Regions from separate parts of the Mus musculus genome. Here region 1 is linked to region 2. Evidence: chromatin contacts called from public HiChIP or PLAC-seq data. All regions are on one chromosome and are shown on one strand. The core of a region is the stretch at or near the end of the contact, and the rest is flanking DNA. Distances in the headings are between cores, read along the strand shown. Region 1 has its middle 4.6 kb from the start of Gm40271. Region 2 has its middle 23 kb from the start of Gm35104.

Evidence for each region. HiChIP or PLAC-seq counts read pairs in DNA pulled down with a chosen protein or histone mark.
Region 1: a contact with region 2 is called in an H3K27ac HiChIP or PLAC-seq map of embryonic stem cells, with 48 read pairs. The contact joins two enhancer-like sites. A contact is called at or near these places in 4 of 39 promoter capture datasets (cranial neural crest, embryonic stem cells and liver), 10 of 484 Hi-C or Micro-C datasets (embryonic stem cells, liver and nephron progenitors) and 15 of 115 datasets of contacts at active chromatin or transcription factors (craniofacial prominence, double positive thymocytes, embryonic basal ganglia and 6 more).

What each region holds. Positions count from the first base shown.
Region 1 is chr12:12,903,405-12,906,152 of GRCm38.p6, reverse strand. No RefSeq gene overlaps it. Among named protein-coding and RNA genes, the nearest start is that of Gm40271, 4.6 kb to the left of the region's middle. Within about 2 kb of position 1,367, at least 141 of the 459 cell types and tissues checked have an H3K27ac peak or open chromatin away from gene starts, as enhancers often do. A contact at or near this core is called in embryonic stem cells, where this site is marked.
Region 2 is chr12:12,787,371-12,790,166 of GRCm38.p6, reverse strand. No RefSeq gene overlaps it. Among named protein-coding and RNA genes, the nearest start is that of Gm35104, 23 kb to the right of the region's middle. Within about 2 kb of position 1,391, at least 66 of the 459 cell types and tissues checked have an H3K27ac peak or open chromatin away from gene starts, as enhancers often do. A contact at or near this core is called in embryonic stem cells, where this site is marked.

The DNA of each region.
Region 1 (2,748 bases), core at 118-2,617, 120 kb before region 2:
GTAGCGCCAGGTCAACTGGTAAGTCTTCCTATTTTCCACTAAAGGAATCCAGCAGGCCTCCAGGATAGCTATCTTCACACAGCATTCACCTGCCCAGAAGGAAGAAGAGAAATAGGTGAAGCCAGGAAAAAATAAGTAGCCTGTTGGAAGCTTAAGATAATGCTGAAATACAGCGTCTGTCAGCCCCTGGACAGAGATGCTGAGAAGAGCAGACTGAGTTTCCAGATACCAGGCTGGAAGGGATAGTTAGGGAGATGTCTGTCTATACCTATATCGGCTGGCCTCCCCTCCCCTTTCCTCTTCCTTCTCCTCTCCTCTCCTCTTCCTTCCCCTCCCTTTTTCCTGCCTCCTCCCTTCTTTCCAACCCCCTCCCCCTTTCTTTTCTTTCTTTGCCTTCTTTTGTGCTTTTTGAGACAAGGTCTCACTTTGTAACCAACACCTGGCTTGAACTCATGGTAATCCTGTCTGTTTCCTCAGTGTTCATAAACTTCTGTATGCTCCTCTGAGTGGCAGGAGCAGGTAATATCTGGGGATCTAGGAGCTGCTGGGGCTAAGAGTTCACCAGTTCACAGAAGGGGAACTTGCCCAGAAGGTGCCCCTGTGCACTACAAGCTGATGCCCACCCACCTTCCCTGCCCGGATGCCACTGGTTACTTTTTCTTAAAGGACTTGGACGGGGGCCTTTCTCCGACTCCTCTCCAGCCCGTGGCTGAGCCAGCCAGCCTCCTCTCTGCATTGTCTTGGAGAGAGGAATCACCTGGGATTTAGGCTCATTTTTAACAATGTATCCTCATTTCCTGGGGACTAACAGCTTTGTGAGGGTCTCTCAGCAACCCGCGTCAAGGGGGAAGGGGATGGGACTCAAGATGCCTTTTGCTAATTAGAACCCCTTCAGCTCTCCTGTTACACAAGAATCCAGGGCACCACATGACCCTCTGCAAAGCTGCCTTTTTTTTTTTTAAGGTATTTTTAGCCAGAATCAAAGGGTGAGATTTTTTTTTTTTTTTCTGCTCAACTTTGCAACTGTAAGGCTGTGAACCTCATCTCACATTCTCCTTCCTTTTCTATAGATTCTACTGTCCTTACCCGGTTTCTCTATTTCTTTCTCCTTCCTGGAACTCTGCATGCGTGTGTGCGCATATGTGCACGTACGTCCATGCATGCAGGCGCACATGAGGGTGAGTGCATGAGCTCCTGTGTGTAGGTGTGAGGGCCTGGCGGGAGTGTGGCCGCGGTGCCAGGCAGCCATGCTGCATCTCTGGCTGCTCATTGTTCAGTTCCGTCTCCATGGTGACAGGAGCAGCTGCTCCATTCTGGGCCTTGGCTTGGCTGTGCAGGGCGGCCTGCCCGCCCGTCTGCCCGCCGGTCCACCCTCCCGTCCTCCTGCCCAGCCGTGGGAGCTGCCAGCTCTACGCCCTCCCGCTGCCCACAGGCCTTGCCAGGCTGGGCGCAAGAAAGCGTGTTTACTAACACCATCCACATGGCTCCTGGGGCACCGTGGCTCTGCCCAGAAGATGTCAGGCCCAGGGCACCGGGAGGTGGGCCTGGAGCCAGGCTGTCTGTAGCTGAGGGAAACCAGGCTGGCCAGCGGCTGCTGCTGCCGCCGCCGCCGCCTAGGTCTGCCAGCGCTCCCAGCCTCCAGGCAGGGTTGCAGGCACTTGTTCAGGGGCCCCAGAGAAGCCCTCTCCGAAGTCTCTTTCCCCCTTCCTGCCATGCTGTTTAATACTCTTCTCAATGTGCCCTAGTCCTAGTGTATTCCACCTGGTCATTTTACCCCTGGCAGTCTCCTCTGGTCCCCATAGTGGAATTATCCAATCTAACACCTTCACAGGCTTAAATTAGGAGCTGCCAAGTGGGAGGGACCTGAAGGATGTAGTCCTTTGAAATAACAGGCAGAGGGAGGGCAGGGTTGTGTCTACACCCCATCTGCCCTCAGAGGCCTGGGTGGGCTCTCCTGTGTGGCCCTTTTGAGCTCTGCATTCTTTCCCTCTGCTTCTCTTTCTCCTCCTTCCTTCCTTCTTCTCAGCCTCTCCTTCTCTCCCCATCAGTTTTTGTTTTTTTTTTTTTTCCGTGAAGGCCTCTGTTCTCTGTGTCTGTATGTCCATATGTACGTCTGTGATTGTGTGTGTCTCCGTTTGTGGTTTGGTGTTCTGGTGGGTGTCAGTCTCCCATCTGTGTAAATGTCACTAGTTCTGTGTGTCTCCCTCCATCTGTGTGTGTCCATGTTCCTGTGTGTATCTTTGTATGTGTGTATGTGTCAGTGTGCTTGTGTGTGTGTGTTTCTCCCTGTGTGTATATCTACTTATGTCTCCATCTGTGTCTATGCATATAAGAGAGAAAGATGGACCCCCTTTAGGAGGCTAACGACAGTCCTTCTTGGGAATGTCCCCACAGCCTCTTACTGAGGTCTAGTTCCCAGATCCTGGTATCAGAGTCTTGGAACCATAGGCTAACTTCCGTCATCCCTCCTGATGATTCTGCCAGCCTGGGACCCTTGGGGACTTCTGGGACCTGTTTGTCCCAGCAGTAGATCTGTAGCTTCCTGAGAGCCTATGACCCTCTACTGTGTGTGCACAGTGAAGCTTCATAGTACCTGACCTTGTGAAATGTTTTTCCTTAGAAATTTCAGTTGGCGCCAGGCAGTGGTGGCGCACGCCTTTTAATCCCAGCATTTGGGAGGCAGAGGCAGGCGGATTTCTGTGTTCGAGGTCAGCCTGGTCTACAGCGTGAGATCCAGGACAGCCAGGG
Region 2 (2,796 bases), core at 142-2,641:
TCCCCCCATCTCTGCTTTTCTCTGCCTCTACTACCGTCTTGACTCCCTTCCCCATGCCCCGAATAAACTCTAGTCTATACTATACCACCGTGTGTGGTTGGTCCCTCAGGGGGGAGGGATGCCTTGCCATGGGCCCACTGAGACATCCCCTTGCCCCATACCTCACCACACATCCATAGAACAATTTTTTTCTTTATCTTTTTATAAACACATCAGTTACATATTAATTATGTGTTGGGCTGTGAGATGTACCAGGTTCTTGTGGAAGTTTTTACCCTGGCATACATAAGGCAGTCATTCCTGCTATGCCTTCTGCCTTCCTCTTCTCTGGCTACTTCAGGGTTCCAAGAAGCTGCCCTTTTCTGGATGGTCTGGGTGAGGAGTTGGTGACCTTCACACTACTGAGCTTCTTGAGAGAAAACTGTGTGTAGGACACCTCAGGTTTGGGCACAAGCCTTTATAGTGTTGTCAACAAGAAGGTAGCTACCAGGGGCTGGAGAGATGGCTCAGCTGTTAAGAGCACCAAGTGCTCTTCCAGAGGTCCTGAGTTCAAATCCCAGCAACCACATGATGGCTCACAACCATCTGTAATGGGATCCGATGTCCTCTTCTGGTGTGTCTGAAGACAGCTACAGTGTACTCATCATATATATAAAATAAATAAATAAATAAAAATCTTTTAAAAAAAAAGAAGGTAGATACCAGTAGTTAGTATAGCAAAAGTTATATTTTATTACGCTGAGGGTCATCACACAATGTTCACACTAAATTCCTAACTACAGTCCTAAGCTTACCTCTCCACGCCTGCTCACCTGTGTGACAGATCTTGGCTGAAGGTCAGGTTCTGTCTCTAATAGTAGTCTCTGATTCGATTCGAGGACCACAATCCTGGAGAGATTGACTAGCCTCAGGGCAGGTCAAGCTGGCACCTCTCCAGAGGTACAGAGCAGAGCATTGCTCTTGGTCTCTGTTTACATATTTCCTGTCCAGTGGGTGTCGTGGGTTCTAGGACTGTGTCTGAGTGAGTGATGTCGCTGAGTTATGGGAATCAGGTGCAGCCTTAGGAGTAGTGGGGACCCAGACTATTTCTACATGTCTAAAAGACATTTTTTTTACTCTGCTCATTACAGAGAGGGAGTGGAAAGCCTGTAGCTTGAATCTTATGAATGCAACTGGCAGGAGTTGGACATGACACCACAGACTTACTGAGGGCACTTTGCTCTGTGTCAGGCTAGCTTTCTTACATCCTCATGTTTGTAAAGTTAGGCCTCTACCACTGCCAGAGAATATCCACCGGGTCTCAGCCTCGTAAACCCTCAGTACCTAGCACACCTCCAGCATACCACGGCGCTCTGCACTGTTTCGGCAACAGATGGTTGACTGGGCGGGGTCCTGACCTTGCTCTGTCGCTGCTGGGCTGCTGTGACCTTGGGTTGGCTCTGCCTTCCAGCGGGCCGAGTGCCATTAAACCTGCATCTTCTCTCACCTCATTATCACCTAGGCCTGGGGGAGCTTCACCTCGCTGCTAAGAACACCCGGCAGTGCAGAGGACTTCCCTGCCCTTCAGAGGAGGTGAGGCCCCGGCAGGTCTGATCTGGAAACACCCAGCACCTAGGAGGATTGTCAGCACTGTAGGGTTGAAAAAGGCCATCTCTCCATCAGCTCATTTAATAGCCCTTGAAGGGCAGGGTGGATGAGCCCCAGTCCAGGGGGCCTCCATTTTCAGCCCCAACCTCCAGCCTATGCCTTTATCTCCTTGCAAAGATAACACCCTGCTGGCAGGAGCCATAAAGCAGGGAGAGGCTGACAGTTTAGGGTCCTGGGGCGTCAGAGCTTTGAACTCTGCCTTCTGAAGGGATAGGGCTTGCTTTATGGCGAGGCGGCTTGGGGTGGGGGTGGGGGTGGGTGGATGGTGGGAGCAAAGCCATTAGGGCGAAATAAGTTCCCAGGGACCGGGCTCTCGGCACCCTGACTACAAGCATGAAACAACAGAGCCCAGAGAGGTGGGACCAGCAGAGGAAATGGTGTTCCATCCTGGCTTTATTGACTTGTAAACGACAGCATTAAGGATGAAGTCCTCACCTTGGCTGGAAACAGCTGCGCTGCTGCCGCCCCGAAATCTGTGGCTAGCTGGGAGGCGGCCGCCTTGCCGCAGCGGGAGCTAGGTCAGGGGCTGCCCAGTTCTCTTTCCTTTGCCAAGCTGCGGAAAGGGGCCTGTGATCCCTCAGGGAAAAAGGTTTACGAGTGGAAATGTCATTGGCTAAAGCTTTTCTGAAAAGAGAACATTTTCCCCGGAAGTTCTAATAATCACCATTTGCAAAATCAATAGAGGCTTAGAAGCCGCGTCCTGTGGAGGGAGGGGAGGTGGAGCCGGAGGATAGAGCAGAGAGGCTAGAAGTCAGCTTGGCTTCTTAACTACCGTGTGTGTGTAGGATCATACACTGAGTCACCCTGGGCAGATATTCTTGCCTTAAAAACACGCATAGTAGCTGAGTGGTGGTGTCTCATGCCTTTAATCCAGCACTTTGGAAGCAGAGGCCAGCCTGTTCTACAAAGTGAGTTCCAGGACAGCCAGGACAGTTACACAGAGAAACCCTGTCTTGAAAAACAAAACAACAAAACAAAACAAAACAAAACAAACAAACAAAGCAGATGTGGTAATACTCTTCAAAGGACGGCCAAATGGCCCAGGTAAGCTTGGGGGTTGGGAGCCCCTGACTCTGGGAAATGCAGGTGTTTTCTCTCTTCCATTAACAGCACAATGGAATTAACCCCAAAGGACGCAGAAACACAGAA